Linked DNA regions of Gossypium hirsutum: region 1 is linked to region 2. Evidence: chromatin contacts called from public Hi-C data. All regions are on one chromosome and are shown on one strand. Each heading gives the region's core, a stretch centred on a gene start, on an enhancer-like site or on the middle of the called end of the contact. The rest is flanking DNA. Distances are from core to core; before and after follow the strand shown. Region 1 holds the start of LOC107924794. Region 2 holds the start of LOC107924815 (late embryogenesis abundant protein At5g17165).

The links. A called contact is a pair of places that touch in the nucleus more often than the background predicts.
Region 1: a contact with region 2 is called in a Hi-C map of leaf, with 2.9 times the contacts expected there. The contact joins the promoter of LOC107924794 here to the promoter of LOC107924815 in region 2. A contact is called at or near these places in 2 of 34 Hi-C or Micro-C datasets (both in leaf).

Annotation. Positions count from the first base shown.
Region 1 is chrA02:101,666,104-101,669,987 of Gossypium_hirsutum_v2.1, forward strand. It overlaps LOC107924794, which reads right to left and starts at 2,012. Exons shown (of 6, transcript XM_016855390.2): 1 at 1,544-2,012; 2 at 1,226-1,444; 3 at 960-1,126; 4 at 10-91. The coding sequence starts at 1,816.
Region 2 is chrA02:101,447,641-101,451,445 of Gossypium_hirsutum_v2.1, forward strand. LOC107924815 (late embryogenesis abundant protein At5g17165) reads right to left here and starts at 1,473. Exons shown (of 2, transcript XM_016855419.2): 1 at 1,066-1,473. The coding sequence starts at 1,178.

The sequences.
Region 1 (3,884 bases), core at 762-3,261, 220 kb after region 2:
TATGTTTGCCTTTTGAGCCTCAGTAAGTTTCCTTCCGAAGCGAGGTGGTGCCGGTCGTTTTGGTAGTCGTTTAACATCAACTTCTGCACCTCTGCAATACATCAAAAGGACTGTCAGATGGCATTTTTTGATGTATTCTCAAGGCTAATACATCATTTTATTGTGTCCAGTAACCGGGTACAACCACATGGCATCTTTTTGGTATGAAAGAACCCTTTCGAGGATAGGAGTTGAAAATGCTGGAATTCAAACTCCAGTTCTGCTAAATACCACTTCTTTAAGGTGGCTACATGAATAGGCTGAGCAAAGCTATGAGCTCAACCAGAAGTCATTTTTATTGGCAATCTTTACTGGACTTCTTCATTTAAGAGAATAATAAAAATAGACTTAGTAGCAGTATAGCAGCTATGCCAACATATCACTGTCTCCTTTCTCAAAGTGAATCGGTATCCATATTCTTCAAGGAAAAAAGAAAAATAACATCCTAGAGGAGGTTTAGCTGCAATATTTCCATTGGGAAAAGGAAAGAAAAAGAACAGAAGAAAAGGACCCTTGTTTGTCTAAACCCTCTGGTAAGCTCCCTCATTTTAGTGAATGGCCAAAATTCGAAAGTGCAAAAGGAGATCATATACTACTATATCTTGATTTGCTTCACTACACACTATAGCACGTTTTCTTGGCATGAAGCCTAATCCATTCATGGATTATTCCCCATGGGACAATCATATTCAATAAATGAGTTTGTATTTAAATCTATAAAGTGAGAAATAACCTTTTATTGACTAAAATTTGTGACTTTGTAACCCACAACAAAGAAGAAATTTTACCGTCTTCTTTGTTATTCCATGAATTTATATCAAATTATCAACAAAAGCTTCCTCCTTTCTACCTATTCACTGAAATTATACAACTAAATTTAGATAAATGATAAGAAGTGAAATTTAGATAAGAAAGCAAACCTGCTAACAACAAAATATACAGAATCGGGCTTTGCCTGTATGGCAGTTTTAGTGAACCCAAGCTTATCTGCAGGCCAAAGTTCATCCCCAAAGAAACTGCTAGTGTAAAGTACCTGATCCCCTGCCTTAAGCCCTGCTTTTGCTGCATTCCCACCCCCATCAACAGCCTGTAGTTGTATCCATCCATTTAAAAAACCACATTGAATTGGAAAGAGAAAAGGCCAAAATACTGTCACATCAATGATGGAAGAAACATCAAAACTTACAGTGATAACTACACCACCTCCTTGCTTCTGACCTAATGTCAAACCTAAAGGCTTGTCAACCTCAACCTCTATAGTTTTTGAAGCACCGGCAGTTCTTGCAGTGATCTCAAGTCCTCTTCCTACATGACTGGAACAGACACTGCTCTTTTTCTCAGCTATGAAGAAATCTGAGATACCCCCTTTGGCCTCTTGAAGAGACAAGCCTTGGAGTGCGGTTTTCTGTACATGCATGGGACAAAATGAGAGGTTTCAGTTAATTGGGTACTGAAGTGAAAGCAGTTTGAGAGAGGATTCAGATGACATGACAAACAGTCATACCTGTGAAGTATTGAATGCCTTGGGAGAAGGGGTGGAGGTAGTTTTGTTGGAGTAGTTCTTCCTGCTGGTGAAGGCGGCAGAACAAGAAGAAGAGGCACCTGCAATCACAGCTGATGACATGGTTGAACAATTGGCAGTGGAAGAGAAAACAGGAAAAGAAAAGGATTTGAGAGGTTTAGTTATGGGCTTTGTTGAGTGAGGTGGCGTGGCTGCTTTGGTGTTGTTCAAGTTGTGTGGATACAAAAGGAGGGTATGACTAGATAAAGCAGGCATATGCTGACAGCCACACGCCCTTCCTAGGCCACTCCTCTCAATTCCACAAATCAGTATTTATTTATTATTATTATTATTTATTAAGTATTGGCGAGTTACATTTTCTTTTTAAAATATAGTTATGTATAATTAATACTTTTCGAACTATAAGAAATATTGATTTTTGAAAAAAAAAATCGGTTTGCTGTTATGTTCCAATTGATTGTCTCAAACATTATTTACAAAATAATTGTAGCTGTAAATAGTAGGAAATTACAAAATAATCTTTCACATAAGAACTCCAAAAGAGATGACTCAAAATAACATTCAACTAGCTTATTTATTTAAAGAAAAATGATTGTATAAAACTGTAATTTCACGTTATTCTTATCCTTTTATAATATGAGAATGACAAATTAGATTTTTATTCCTAATTTTTAGCATTTATTAGAAAATTAAAAGAAAAAATCTGATTTGTCATCCTCTTATCAGAAAATGATAAGAATGACGTAGAATAAAAAATTATTCTCGCCTATTTATTATCTAGAGTCAATAAGATATGGTTTATATTAAATCCTTTATCTATAATTTAAATTTCAAATGCTAAAATTCAGTTCCAAGCAAATTTAAAAACAATTTTAGCACTATGTAAAACTAATTCAAACAAGTTAAGGCTAAAGTTTGCTGTCAATAAACCACTCCTCTTCCTTCTCCCGTCAAATATAATAAAAACAGTTTCAGCTCAAATAAAAAATTATTTGTTGATAGGAAACCAACAAAAATTAAACAAGTCACAAATGCGAACAAAACACACCGCATTTTAATTGTCTAAATTTGTCCCTAGAGATGTTTAAACAATTCATGCAACAACTAAACTAAAGGCAGTTAATCTTGAAAAAAATATGGTTCAAAAATGGTTTTCTTGTATAGCAGAAAATAAAAATTTTAAAAACTAAATTGATTTGTAATATTTATAGCAATGAACCCTTTATCGAAATTACACCTGTGTTTTCAATTAGACTGATCCTTGTCTTTTTTAACTTTCAACCGAACGGCCTTCTCCACTATTCTTATACTACGAACTACTTTGAGTGTAGGCTTGAATGATTCAAATCAAATACAGTACCAAAAATAGTTTTCTTTACTTTCAGTGTGAAAGTAAAATCTCTTCTTAATAGAAACCAACAAAATTGTTATTCCGGAAAATAGATTTAATATTTAGAGAATAAACTCTCACTATTTTCATGCAAAATAACAACATCTTAAAATTGTGTAATTAGCCCTACTGGTGTCATCTACTTATAGAGAGAAGAAGTAAAACTCTTGTTGAATTGTAGAAATCTATTTCAAATAGAAAAATAAACTCCAAGTCTAACTAGAAGTATTGGGGGTGACAACCGTAATTAATAATACTAGGGTTTGCTGTTCAACCCTTTAACATGAGGGGCTTTGGGCCCTTCTCATAACGGGTCCAATTACAAATACTTCTTGAATTTTTAACCCAGTATTTCATAATTCGGTCCAACCTAATATATATTTTTCTATTTCCCAAAATAAACATCTCAAATTAATTTAAATTAATTTCCCAATTAAATAATTTTCTCAACCCAATCCTAATTCTGTTAAATCATGAAGACCTTGTCGTAAAAGAATCTATAAGAAAATATATTTAACATTTTGGGTCCACTATGACCAAATGATTTATTTCCATTTTTGAAAAACCATAATTCATTTCCAAGTCATTTTCATTTTGGAGAAAACCACATTCATTTCCAAATATTTCTCATGTTTCCATTTTCACCATTTCTTTTCATTTCTGTTAATTTGATTCAACATGCAATTCATTTATGGTCTCAACGAGGTAGCAGAAAGACCGATTGAACATATGTAATTAGGGCTCAAATATTTTATAATTAAGTTCTCGCTTTTCATCTATTAATTATAAACTCATTTAGTCACGAAGTTATTCCACTAGAGTATCGTGATTGAGCTTTCCTCAACGACATACCATTACAAAAGCAACTCAATCAGTGCTCATCCAATGACCTTGTCATAAGTGTGTTACCCTTATAGGATATCCTTAATCTCT
Region 2 (3,805 bases), core at 223-2,722:
TCTAGCCATTGATATATGTCCAATCCAACGTGATTTGCATTCCTACCACTCAATGAGTCAATATTAATGAAATTAGACCATTCATTTTTAGACATTTATTATAATTAATTTAAAATAACACAGAACTATGATGTGAAGGTAACTATAATACTACACAGGAGTGTTCTACCGACATTATTATCTTTATAAAGCAGTAAGAAATGGATTTCTTAAAATATTTAATTGTTGAAAGGCAGAAAAATAAAAAGATAAAGAAAGAAATGAAGGGGTTGCGTAAAAAACGATGAGTGCCCCCAATAAAAGACGGGTGTCCAATAGGAGACAAAGAGTGGAAATGCGTCCTTATCCAGTTAGCCTTTACCTTCCCCACCCACCCCTCCACCGAGTACGGCATTTTCACTCTGTACGAGATTTCTCGATTAACCCGACAAACACTTACTCTCTTTAATTTTAACGCTTACTAACCATGTTTTTTCTACAATCACCGATTCGTCGGTTTAATAATTCATTAATTTAATTTAGTAAATTATTAAAAATAATAAATATTTTCAACTGGTTCAATATTTTTTTAGACCGATACTTGATTAATTTTCGGTTCGATTATCGGTATTAAATCCAATTCAAACAACTTTCATGAATATTAAAAACATACTTACACTTTTAATTTAGTAACTAAGTTAAAATTTACAGAGGAAAAAAAAATCAAAACAAAAATAGCAAGTGATGATGATATTGTGATAAAAAAAGAAAACGAAATATTCCTAAAAATTTCCTGCGATAGTAATTGATTTACAAGAATTTAGTGATACTACTTATATAATGGAAAGTAATTGATACATCGAATTCAGTTATTCACATGAGACTCAGTTTTAATGAAAACTTCATAATTTGTTGATGTAAAACGATCATATCTTAGGGAGAAATTTTTCAAATTAATATAAATTAAAACTAAACAAGCTTATCAGGAAATCATGCCAAGGCAAATTTATCAAGGAAGAAATTGAAGTAGCAGCAAGCAAAATCACATCAAATGGCACTGTGATCAAGGAAAAATTAAGAAAGAACCTGGTAGGTGAAGAAGTGGAGATGAAAAGAGAAGGGGTGCGAGTGGAGGTGCGGTTAAGAAGTCGCTTCCCCAAGCTGGCGATCCCTCCACCACTCTTCAAATTGGCTGCCATACAAGTAAGGAAAGAAAACGGAGAGAAAGAAAATCTAAAAGAGGAAGAAACAATAAGGCAACGGTTGAAGATGGGAATATATTTCCTTTCTACAACGGAGTGTGTGTATATATATAAATCAAGAGAGCTAAGGATGGATGATGGAGATGGCAAACTCACACTACATTCTCCTCACCGGCCTAACACCGCACCTAACCGCTAACCCCACCTACACCAACAAACCGTCTTCTTTCACTCAGCCGTTATGACGGAAATTTTGTATTAATTTTTTTATTAAAATGGTATATTTTGTTATGGATTAGGAGACTTGCAACATCAATATAATCAAATTTATAATCAGCGAAAAAAAGAGTCAAAATATATTTATAAAAATATAAAATAAAAATTAGATGAGATTTTGATTAAAATAATAAACTTAATATTTTAGAAATCGTGATGTTCTAAACTCAAATTTCATTGATCATTATGTGTTAATACTTATTATTTTATAAAAGATGATTTTTTTTAATTATGTTTTAGTTGAATTGGTGTTTGATCAATTCGTGTATAAATTCAATCAATTTTTTTAAGTATAGGTATAGATAAATTATACAATTATCTCAGTCAACTAAATTACTTACAATATTATGTTTAGTTTATTAAAATATTACGTCAGGTTTTATAACATTTAAGCCATACAAGTTGCAAAGCATACAATAATGATAGTTTACACCGTAAGAGTGTGAAGAGCCATGAGAATAAAGGCGGTTTACATCGTGGTTGGTATGAAGGATTGTTGAAAACAATGGTTTTATAGAGTAGAGATTGTGTTTGAGCAATTGTTGATACTATCTTCCTTTTTATGTCACCGGTTGTAGATCAAAGTTCGTGAAGAATGCGCATAGAGTGTCCTATAGAGTTTAATTGATTAAATGTGGCTCATTTTGTAAATTTGAATTGACCCAAATTCAAGGAACATATGAAGAAACCTGTCTATTTAAAGCCTTACAGGCACAATGAACCACTCTAATAAAACTAGAGTTACCATGGTTAATGTAAATCTTAAGGGATAAAATTGCATAGAGTTTAAATCTCTTAGGACTCTCATATTGTAGATAGGTACTAATCTCAACCGTTGATGTAATTCAATCTATACCATTGGATCTAGGTGAGATTAACTATAAATAGAGCTATTCCCACTTATTTGTAATCACTTCCTTTATTGTATTCTATTCAAAGTTATTGAATATATTTGAAAACATTTATTCAAACACTTTTCGAACTTCTGTTCGATTCAAGTCTCTTTGTCTTTTTGAGTTGATTCCACTCCATTTTGGTACCTTAGAGAATTTCTCTTGTGAATTTTCATTTTTCAAGAGTTAAACTAACTTAGGTGAACTTGGAAGCAAAGAAATCACTTAAGGTTGTGCGGCTTGCCAGACTAAAATTCTAGTCTCATACACTTACCTGCTCTTCTTGGAAGAAGAGGTAATTATAGATGGAGGAGGGCTTGAAGTGAGCCTCTTATCTCATGATTATCTCCCTGGATTAAGATGTAGTTTGGATGTGAGTATTTTGGGAATTGGTGATAATGAAAAGTAGTAGCAATTAATAAGTTTGAATCTTGGTATTATGGTTGTCTTTGATAACTTTGTGGTGATATTCTTATAAATAAATCTATAATTGCATGAAATATCTCCATATAAAAAGTGTTTTTAATTATTTTTTACTCGTAATGTAAAACTTAGTTATATCTTATATAAATAAATAATATAGATACACAATCAAAATTAATAAAAAAAAATTATCTACAAAAAGATGGCCTTTAACCTCAATAATAATTTTTTTTTTTTTTGGGTTTGAAATCATTAGTTTCTTTTTAGAGTTAATTAAAACTCAATAGTTGAATTGGTTAAGAAGTGTTTTTTCTTTGTATGCGGATTTAGGAGGAATATTCTGGTAGACAGTTATTTGGGTGATATGGTTACTTGACGGTGTTAGTCGTCGTTTAATGAAACGGTGTTAATTGAAATGACTCTTTTGTCCTTCCTTGACGAGAATTTTGTACTTTAGCAGGTACGACCTCTTTAGCTGGACGCCCAGGTGGAATTGTGGCATTGATGGAATTAACTATTCGTGAAAATGCCATAAAGCCATGGAACGATTTTCGTGGAGATACGTACAAAGGACTCCTCATTTTGGTAAAAGGTATTGTATAACTCCATGTATTAGAAAAACGAATAAAATCATTATTTTATAATAGTTAAATTAATTTTAAGGTAGTTTCTGAAAAGAGAAAAAGAATTAGGGTAAATTACATAAATAATCATTCAATTATTAGTGTATTTTTATGTTGGTTACCTAAATTCAAAATATTTGACTTTTTCTACAAAAGTTGAAGGATAATTTTTTTTAAAAAGACCAAATTGACAAAAAAAACGTAAATATTAAAGACTAAATTGGATTTATGCCTTTTAATTATTATTTAACATAAAATTCTTTTAATATATTTTATAAATGACTATAATTTAAATAATTTTATTAATTTATTGGGTTTAGGGCTTAAGGTCTAATATAAATGAATTTTACTTACTTTTAAATATTGTTTAACATTAATATAATTCATTCTTATATTATATTATTCAATA